Linked DNA regions of Gadus morhua: region 2 is linked to region 1. Evidence: chromatin contacts called from public Hi-C data. All regions are on one chromosome and are shown on one strand. The core of a region is the stretch at or near the end of the contact, and the rest is flanking DNA. Distances in the headings are between cores, read along the strand shown.

Region 1 (5,340 bases), core at 1,860-4,359:
TGCTGCCATTTTCTTAATCATAGTCTCTATAATTGCCCGTCTAATGGACTAACTTTTAATAAATCATACCGTTGGAAGAATCCACCAAGTGGTGAGCTGTTTATTATGATGAAGTTAACGTCAGCCGCAACAGAGAGCAACAGTACCACCCGCTGGTCGCTCTGGGAACAGCAGAATAACAGCCGCATAGGAGAGAGCTGCTTTGTTAAGCGGAGATTCAGAACTGCTTCATCCCGAAAAGAGTTGATCCCGCACAACCTTGCTCCTTTTATCATTAGTTACGATTCAGGACGACCCCATAGGCCTATTTAGCCTAATTTGCTTTAGTATCCCACCTACTATTAACCGCTTTTAATTGAAAATATTTTGGGAACTGTTGCTTTTATTACTTAAAGAATATTGCAATTGGATTGGGAGCATCTTACCGGCGATACATCATAGAAAATGTTGATTGTAGGTTGTTTAATTAGCCTCCGAATTTATGTAGCGAAATCCAAGCATTAGACTTGTATTATAATCAGTATTATTCGTATTATTAGTAATGATAATAATAATAATAATAATAATAATAATAATAATAATAATAATAAAACGAAATAATAATATCGATATGACAAATAATTATTGAATGTGGAAAGTGAATCACAAAATCACAAACAATAATAATTTATGATTTCTGTTATTTTTTGTATTAATATTAGTATTTGCTTTTACATTATTGATATTATCCATTGTCTGTCAGTGGTTTATTACTCTGGAGCTAAGCTCTGCATTTGTTGATATTCAGAACAGGTACACAGTGACACCTATAGACTGATCATTAAACTACACCTGTTTGGCTACAAACTACAAAAGGCTGTTCATCAATTACTATTTTTATTGTATATTTATTTATTAATGTAACTAAGAATACCATAACTAATAAGCCCTATACTATGGAACAATATGGATATCATCATTCAACACCACTAAATTAAGGTAATGGCACATGGTTCAAAATAAATCGGACAATCACAGTGATACATTTGAGAGGTAGTTTCAAACAAAATTCAGTTATCACATTTAATTAAAGTAGGGCTGGGAAAGTTAACGCGTTCTTATTTTAACGTGATTTATACAAATTGCACGTTCTCTTTATTTATTTATTTCTTTACCCACAGAATGTCAACATTCATATCAGAAATCATTTTTGTTTGGAGTTCCTCTTACTTTACATTAAATTACACTTACAGAAAGTGACTGATTACAATTGTAAGCGACAGCCTGTTTACAATTCCCAAACCTGTGGTGTTCCATACATTTCATAATCAACCCACACTGAGTGAGTCAATAAAACTCCCTCAAGATCACTTGGTCTAGTTTTTGCTTATTAAGTACATTTGGTATGAATAATAATGTTTCATTCCATTTGATAATCTCATTTTACTTCAATTGGAGTGGATTTAAAATATAATCATAAAAATGTGATTAATCGCGAGTTTACTCACCAATACTCTGCCATTAATCACAATTAAAACTTTAATCTTGGCGAAGCCCTAAGTTAAAGAGATATGGAGAGAGTGATAACATCAGAAACATTACAAACGAGTGCTTTGGTGAAAGCTAAACTAAAAAGGTATATAAGATTGATTTCCTCCATACTTTTTGTATCTTTATGTGCCACATTGTGATTCCCTCGGTTCAAGAGGACCAGAGCCCACACCCCTTTAGGACTCAGTAGAACCTCAGAAACCAAAAGAAGATGGTAGACTACCTAATTGATCGGAAATATTGGGGAAAGCGAAACAAAGAGGCCAGGTGAGCTGAGGGAAGAAGCTAAAAAAGTATATATATATCCATAAACACCCCATTGTGCCTCACTTCCATTCATGCATATAGAATCACACGATCAGCAGCATTCTGTTCAAACTGCATAAGCCTCCCATTGCCGTCTCTGTCCTCTGAAATGGGACTGGACTCTCGTGTCTCTTCAGTTAAGAAGATGCAGGTGCTTTTGAAAGATACAGCACCTGTGATTGATACAAATACAAATCATCCCAAAAAGGATGTTTGATGCTGAAGAATTACACTCTTACATCATATTCACTCAAAATCTCCTATTGAAAGTTTATGAAAGTAATCTTTGTTCCATGTTGAGATCCGAGAGCAGCTTATTTTAACATTGTCCTGAAAAAACAAGATATTAAGATTTACTATGATGTAGAACTCAGAACACAGCATACTAATATAATGGTTGTCTTACTGACGATTATGCTCTCTTCATTTTAGATCCACTCTGGATTAACAGGAAGTTAGTTGGCATGGCAACGTTAGTCATCTTCCTGTTGGCTGCTGAATGCCTTCAAACTAATCCTGCCATGCGCTTCCAAAATGTTGTCTTTTCTCTTGAGAAGAAAGAGAAGAGACAGCTGTGTTGCAGATTACATTTAAAGCTTTCAATATTGTTAGTGGCATGAAACTCAGTGGAAGCCAGATTCTAAGCATAGTCCACTTTATTTTCCTACCCTGTAGGCCTACATAATATGTGATAATACTAATACTTCTGTAAAGCCGGTTGTTATTTTGATATTTCCCCTGATTTAATAAAAATAATTTCTCTGACAAGATAAGCAGACCTCGAAACAGTGAGCTAGACTGGTGTGAGGTAAACTAGACTGCTGCGTTACCGCCACCGTGTGGATACAAAGTAGATTTAAGTATAATTTAACCCACAAACGTGTCGACAACTATACATTGAAAAATTAATCCAATGAGTTGGACGCATGAGAGTTTAGTCCGTCTCATCTCTTCTTGTGTTTAAGTAGTCCTCCTTTAATTGTAGTGGTGCGACAGTCACACATTTTATTAGATTCGATTTTCTCAACATAGTATGGAAGCCCATTCCCGCCACAGGAAAAAAAAAAAACACCACAAACTATCTCATAATTATGAGATTAAAAGTCATAATAACGAGATTTAAAGTCATAATTACGAGATTTAAAGTCATAATTACGAGATTTAAAGTCATAATTACGAGATTAAAAGTCATAATTACGAGATTAAAAGTCATAATTACGAGATTTAAAGTCATAATTATGAGATTTAAAGTCATAATAACGAGATAAAAAAGTCATAATTATGAGATTTAAAGTCATAATAACGAGATAAAAAAGTCATAATAATGAGATTTAAAGTCATAATTACGAGATTTTCGACGGTTAGCCTGCCCCCTGACCTCACTTCCTTCAAGTTCGAAATCGGCACGACAGAGCGGCACGCGCTACTAGGCTACCAGTCGGCGCCATCATTTCGGACCTGAGGCTGATGAACCTGCAAGTCATCACTTCTCTCGGTCATCCTCCTATTCGCAAGGCGAAACAGCAAGGTAACCGAATTTGTAGAGATGCTCTTTTAAGCCTATATTCAGTAATTCAGCGTCTTTTCATCTGGTTTATGTTTCCTTTGAAAAAGCACTCTGCTGCAGCTATGTTAGCTAGTTCTAGTATTAGCACCGTGTTAATTTTGTCAGCTATTTTAGATTTTGTCACATTTTAGTCATTGTTTTCCTTTGTAGTTTTAGTCTAGTTTTAGTCGACAAAAAGTCCTTAAATTGTAGTCAACTTTTAGTCAAAATGTTTTCTCTTTTTAAACTAGTTCAAAGTGTTCGAAATCGTTCCCTATCACGGATATAGTGCACTATATAGGATGCTCGCCATTTTGTAGTGGTGTTCGAATTCTGAGTACATAAAAAGTAAATTGTTAAGCCTAATTTCTCTGATATAAAGGAAATTACAAAATAAGCCAACGGCAAGAATTAAATGACGTACAGGACGCGAACTCAGGTCGCCCGTATTGCAGGGCCTAAACCACTCAGCCAACTGCTGGTTCATAAAGTTGATGGAATGGAGTGGTCTTGAGAAAATATCCACGATAACAATATAGGCATATCTCAATTAATTTAATTACTTTATTTGCATCATTCAATCTTAAACCCTTAGTGAAAATATAGGCTGTTTGTACTTCATATATGTACATTTATGACAAAATCGTGAGGACTAGGCTTGTGACAGACACGCACATGTGGCGCTCGCGCGGTAATAGCTCATTGGCGCCACCTAGTGATCATTATGTGCAAATGCACAGCCTCTCATTCAAATGACTTAGGGGTCATTTGACCCCTCTTGTGGCGCTAGTAGTAAGTAAAAATGGCCCGGCGTGGGACGAATTTCGAATTATAAATATGTACAATGCATAATGTTAGCTCATCCATGTGCTCAATGCATCACAATGTAGTTGGCATCTGTTCCGTTCGTTAAATATTTGTGTTGGCCTCTCACAGGATGGATGAGTTGTGCGAGTTCTTGAGGTCGCGGAATGTACCAGAAGAAAACATAAAGCAACTGGAAAACGATAAGGTAACTAGTCTGTTAATGGGGGAAAGATAGGCTAAATTGTGTGTTTATGCATTTTTTGATTTTTTTTTTAATTACTGCTTCTGTTTATGTTAAATTATATTTGTTTTGTGGCTGTGTGTGTGTGTTTTCCTCTTTTTTTAAGATCGATCCCAATGTCCTCCTGCTCATGAACGACGACCAGTTAACCGAGTATCTACCATCATATGGAGACCGACTGGCTGTCCTTGGATATTGCAGATTGAAGGGGAAGAATCCTGTTGCCCGCAAATCAAAACTTTTTGAGCGACTGAAAGCCAAGTTAGCAAAAAGTGACGATCGTGAACACTTGTCTGAGAAGTTACCATGTCAAAATGCTCAGAAGAAAGAGCGTAAAATTGAAATTGGCTGGTTGAATTTCCGTGACGGGAAATTCTTACAAATGAGGGCCAAAAAGGGGGGCGGGACCAGGAAAATCTCTGTGTCCAAGAATTGTTGTAAAGATCAGTTAATTGAACAGGCCAAAAACCTGTTTTTCCCTGGTCAGAAAAATGCAGAAGGAAATGTTCAAGATTTTGCGATTGAACTAACTGATTTTCAGGAGCGCCCGTTAGATCCCCTGACTACAGTTGGGGATCTTTATGAAGTAACAAAGCTGCCCATTTTACGCTTTTACTTAGCAACAACCAAGAGGGATGGTTGCAGTGAGAATCAGCTTGCAGCCTCACCCAACCCCCCTAGGCCTAGTTTACCTCTAGCTGAAGGTCAGGAAACCGCAGATGTGGTATATGCTAGTAGCAGCAATGTCCTGTCTGATACAAACAGTGATCCTGAGCCCTTCGATTGCTCCACTGTTGAAATGACAGATTGGGCTAGTGTGAGCGAAGTTGATGCCGCCAATGCTGTAGATGACTTTGAGAATAGTGGCACAGTTACCTTTTTCCAAGGACACCAACATGATCTGGACTGG
Region 2 (5,340 bases), core at 1,131-3,630, 150 kb before region 1:
CCTTGGTGGGAAAGTGCTGGTCCTTCTCCTGAGGCCCTCGAGAGCTCTGACAGGACTTCCAGGCTGCAGAACATGTTTTAATTAGGATGTTTGGTAAACATGCCATTCAGCAGCCAGAATGCTGGGACTACAGAAAGCACATCAGCTATGCATGCTGGCCCTTTGTAACGGGACTCCCTACTGACCCCACCATACTCAACCTGCTGCCAATGATCCTTATGGAGTGAGCCACCATGCTAAAACGTTCTCTGAACCTCTCCCTCTATTTCTTACAGAAAGCATAAGGAACATTGTGTTTTAAGTATAGAATATCCTGACTCTCCCTATAACAAATCACTGGCTATCAACATGCATCTCTAGCCCTAACTAGCTCTAACCACCATCCATAATTACACTCAGACACCAGCTAAATCCAACTCTAACCACCTGCCGTACCTAACCCCAATCCCATCCTAATCCCAGGACTGTGCACACAGTGAGCCCTATGCAGGCATACATATGAAAGATGACAGACTTGAGGAGAGATGTGGCTCTGTGTGTCACCCGACACCGCCAGCTAGGCACCGGGCCCCTGGGGGTATTCAGACCCCTAACCCACTCAGACCCATAACCTGTAGTATACCACAGATGAGAGAGAGTCTATGTGTCTCATAATATATGTACTATATGGCTTATGCAGTGCAGAGGGTTTATTGCAGATGGTATGTCTATAAAAGCAGAAGACCAGAGGGATGGATGAGGGCGGATTTGGACTTCCGAACGCCCATACGGAATATGACCTTTAGCTAAAGCCCCTTATCTGTCTTTTTCAGTTGTCAGTCGGTCTCAACTCACACAGTTGAGGCTAAATGTGTCAATGGACATTGACTTGGTTATGGGATGGGCAAGGATAGGGGTAAACAGGCTGCACCTTTCCTTGTAGTCCGGTTTTAAAAGTCTTCTGAGTCTCCAGATCTCAGAGAGGATGTTCGGAAGCTGGATGAATGTAACAGAGATACATTTACCAAGAATATCGACCTTCCAGGTATAAGCCACCATCCCAAAAGACACTAATCCGTTCTAATAAAGCTGCTTCTGAGGGTGTGTGTGGGAAGGGTTTGCAGTACTGACTCTGACGTTCCACCACATTGACCTAGCATTAACCCTAATCCACTCAGATCCTTTTGAACCATCATAAAGACCATCGCTTGGGATCAATCAAAAACCCAACTCAAGGTGTCAGCAACATTTTCAACCTTCAGCGTATGTCTGTATTACCAGCAGCACTCCCACACCCTAACTTAATATGTCCTACATGGTTGGGTTAACCCTAACCATCTCCCCACTTTTATTAAATATGTCCTACTGATTAAGTTCTCCCTAAGCCTCTCCTGGTGGTTTACTGTTGGTCCACCTTGGGGCTGAGTACTCACAGTGGCGTGGAGGCGTCCTCGATAGTTCATGGCCAGAAACCTGCGACTGGAAACTCCTCTGATGCCGACCACACCCTGGGACATGGCGAAAAGCTCCACAACACCTGGGGACAGACGTTACCATTACCTGGGGTTCAGCCCCAACCCTACCCCAGACCCCTGTTCTCTAACATAATACCGGACCAACCTTCTCCAACCTGATACATACACTTAATCATCTCAACTGCATGACGTACAGTATATAGGCCTACTTAGTGCTCAAACATTATTCAATGTTTGCAACCTAGGCGTACATGTATTTTCATAGTGTGTTGGCTATCTACAACTATATGAGAAACTTGATACCTATATTTATTACTATGGAGACCTGGTGAGGTGTGACTAACATTGCATTTAAACTCTTAGTGATGTCATTAGGTAGCCTAGTACAATCAAGTACAATGAAACACAATGCAATGCAATCTAAAAACAAAGTTGCGTTTAACTCATATGCGTGACATCTTATATCAGCTTGAGAAGTTCAATAAGTCATACTTAAGTGGTTGGCTTCGTGACTCCCGTTGACTCGGCCGTCGGGATGGATTTGCAGATGGAAGCCGATGCCGACTCTGCAGTAGAGTCTGCAGGTCCTGCGTCCGGACCCGAACCGCTCTGTCCCGGCGGCAGCAGCACGGATCAGGTGAGCCACAGTCAGAATATAGAAGGGAACACGCATCATTCCGTGATGGTGCCAGTGTTGACTTCGCTCGTCCACTCCTGCATGTTGGCAACGCGCGCACCGACGAGTTGTCTCGGCTGCAGTACTTGAGTTGTTCTGGCACGGGATGGATATTTTTAACTCCAATGATCTCACTTCTGCTTGATGTATGACAGAGCTTTAATGGACTCTCTTTCATCCGGATTTCATTACTGAATTGCCAAGTCCGCTCAGAATACGCGTAACGTTAAAGAAAACACGACCGACGGTGCAAGGCTCTTCCGCTGCAAGAAGGTGCCTATGCGCGGCATTTTACGCAGGGTGGTTAACATCGTTCCGATTGTCAAACAACATTCGTAAGAAAAAATAATCAACGGAAAGCTACTCCTAGTGTTTCTTATAACCAGAAGTACGAACTACCATGCTGACCCATACTGAATTGTTTGGATACATACTGGAGTCACCAAAGACGTTCCAAATGTCTTATGGGCAGCAGTGAAATATCTTGTCACAAACGCTTGCACGCAGGCAAACAAACACACACACTCACATACGCATACACGCACAAACCATCAAGTTGTTGTTGTGGTTATAAAACAAACAGCCAGTCCTCACCAGTGTACCACATGGAAAGCAGTGGAGATGACCCCTGTAATCCCAGCAGGCATTGTTTATCTTTCTCATCAAGGATCTGATACGAGTCTGCTCTCCCCTAACCTGATTATCTTAGGAGACACTCTGTGAACACTCTGAGGCTGACCACCCTGGCTCACGGTCCAGGAACGCTGTTCCTACCCTCCCGAGAGACACAGCGACCCTTGATTAGTTCATCAAAGCCTTAAGCAGCTCTTTAGAACAGAGCCCTGGGCCCATACCGCCCTCAGCTTCAGTTCAGCAGGGCACCGGCTGTAGCTGATGACCTGAACACGGGGCTGGTCTATACTGCTCTTTACTGGTCTACAAAGGTCTAAACTGGTGACTAGTCTAAAATTGTCTACACGGGTCTGTAATGGTCTATATTGGTGTATACTAGTCTACAATGTTCTATACTTTTCTTTACTGATCTATACTGTCTATCCAGGTCCTTACTGGTCTACTGATCAATACTGATCTATACAGATCTCTATCTGGACTGCAATGGTCTACACTGGTCTATCTGTTCTGAATTGGTCTATTTACTGATTCATTCTGATCTATACTGGTATAGACTTTACTGGTGTAACTGGTCTGCACTTGTGTGTACCATCTGTACTGGATCATACTGGTCTGTATATGGTCTGAACCGATCTCTATACTGGTCTGTATTGGTCCGTACTGCACTATAGTGGTATTAACTGGTCTCTCTCTGAGGAGCAAACAGGTGCAGCCTATATACGCTCTAACTCTAACTGCTCTCTTTACCACAGTGTGGACAGAGCTCACATACCAGGAGGACAAGAGACAGACAGACACACGCACAGGACGTGACATGGAGGCAGCCAATGAGAGCTCTTCCGTCTGCCAGGGAGAGTGTAAATGTGTCCCTGTCTTCACGTGGGTAGATTGAGTGCTTTATGTGTCAGGAATAGGTAATACTGCTCTTGTATATTTATAAATATAAATACTTGATGTTACTCAAGGTGATCTTGACTCTGAATGCATCAAATAGCACAACATGAGGAATGTTATGACATGACGCACACGCACACGCACACACACACACACACACACACACACACACACACACACACACACACACACACACACACACACACACACACACACACACACACACACACACACAAACACATACAAACCATGTGTTTGTATGTGGACACTTTAAGTGTCCACTTAAAGTGAAAACAAATCTGAAATCATGTAGATTGTGTAAATGTCAACATATACTAGAAAGGCACTACTGAGTAAACTGACTGACTGACTGACCAAACAGTGCTTCTAGGTATCGTGCACTATTGATGTACTTGCACATGTTGATCGCATGGTGGCACTGCTGTACCTTTTATCTGTAACATGGTGGTCAGCGCGTCTCATAATTCAGAATCAGTGCAAAGTAACATACAGTAAGATGCAAAATAATCGTAACTATAATCTATAAATATGTAACATCTAAAACAATACATGACGACTATATTCAGGCCCTATCTAACTTTATATTTATCGTTATGGATATAGATCTATAGATAATAACTGGCCTTCAAGAATCGCATTATTATATTGCGCCTTTGTTAATGTTGATAAAGCAAGACGAATATTGAACATATCCATGTCATGGGACTTTATATCGTTTTTTTGCGTCCAAGCTAATGCCTTGAGACAAGATCTTAATTATGGCAATTTACAGGCTAATTATTAGAATATAATAATATATACGTAGGCCTATTTTACACCTGATTTTCCAGTTCTCAAACACCTAGGCTATACAATCTGAGGACGCGGCCGCCTTGATTTTTCCGTAAAGCCTACTGGTCTACTGGTCTGCCCTATAATATAATGCCCCTGTTAGCCGATTTTTGGACACAAATCATTTATCGTTATTCTCGCTGAGGCAATTGTGTGGTCGACGTTTTTCTCACATAAAAAGCAGGATTATGCCTTGTTTCTGCTGCGGTGAACTATCTCAGGGTTTGCATTCAGGTATTTCGTGGTAGCGAACAAGTTAAAAGTGGTGAGACTAAGTATAAGGCCTATCATTATTATTAAAACATCGGTTTTAGGAGATTATTTCCTGACAGACCAAACGCCTACAATTTATGCTATAACCATTAAAACGACCTGGCTCCCACCATTAGCATACTAATATGCCTGCTAGCCTACTTATTATAATAGGCCTAATAATAATAATAATAACAACGATAATAAATCATAATAGGCCTATTATTATTATTATTAATATTATTAACAATAATAATAACAATAATAACGATAATATTGGCTATGTATTTGAACTTTGTTGTTGTTATTATTATTTTCATTAGGTATTCACGTTGTATCTGTGGATACTTATTGTTATTAATAGTATTATTACAATTATTACTATTATCATTATTTTATTTAAATTATTATTATGATCATTATTATTATATGTATGAATCTGCTCTGATCAATACATAGTGGAAAAATCATAGAATTTCCCTGTCAACGTTAAAAATGCAATAATTACCCTTGTTGAAGGTCAATATAACAACGAAATATCCTAATCGCTATAATAAGCCCTATAAAATAATACTAATA

What was found. Hi-C and Micro-C count contacts between places; a contact is called where the count stands out from the background.
Region 2: a Hi-C map of heart shows a contact between it and region 1, with 12 times the contacts expected there. The contact joins the promoter of fgf5 here to the promoter of LOC115545864 in region 1. A contact is called at or near these places in 5 of 6 Hi-C or Micro-C datasets (blood, gill, gonad and 2 more).

Annotation. Positions count from the first base shown.
Region 1 is chr6:25,105,337-25,110,676 of gadMor3.0, reverse strand. LOC115545864 reads left to right here and starts at 3,109. Exons shown (of 3, transcript XM_030359333.1): 1 at 3,109-3,364; 2 at 4,319-4,394; 3 at 4,537-5,340. The coding sequence starts at 4,320.
Region 2 is chr6:25,253,501-25,258,840 of gadMor3.0, reverse strand. It overlaps fgf5 (fibroblast growth factor 5), which reads right to left and starts at 2,380. Exons shown (of 3, transcript XM_030357900.1): 1 at 1,947-2,380; 2 at 1,413-1,516. The coding sequence starts at 2,130.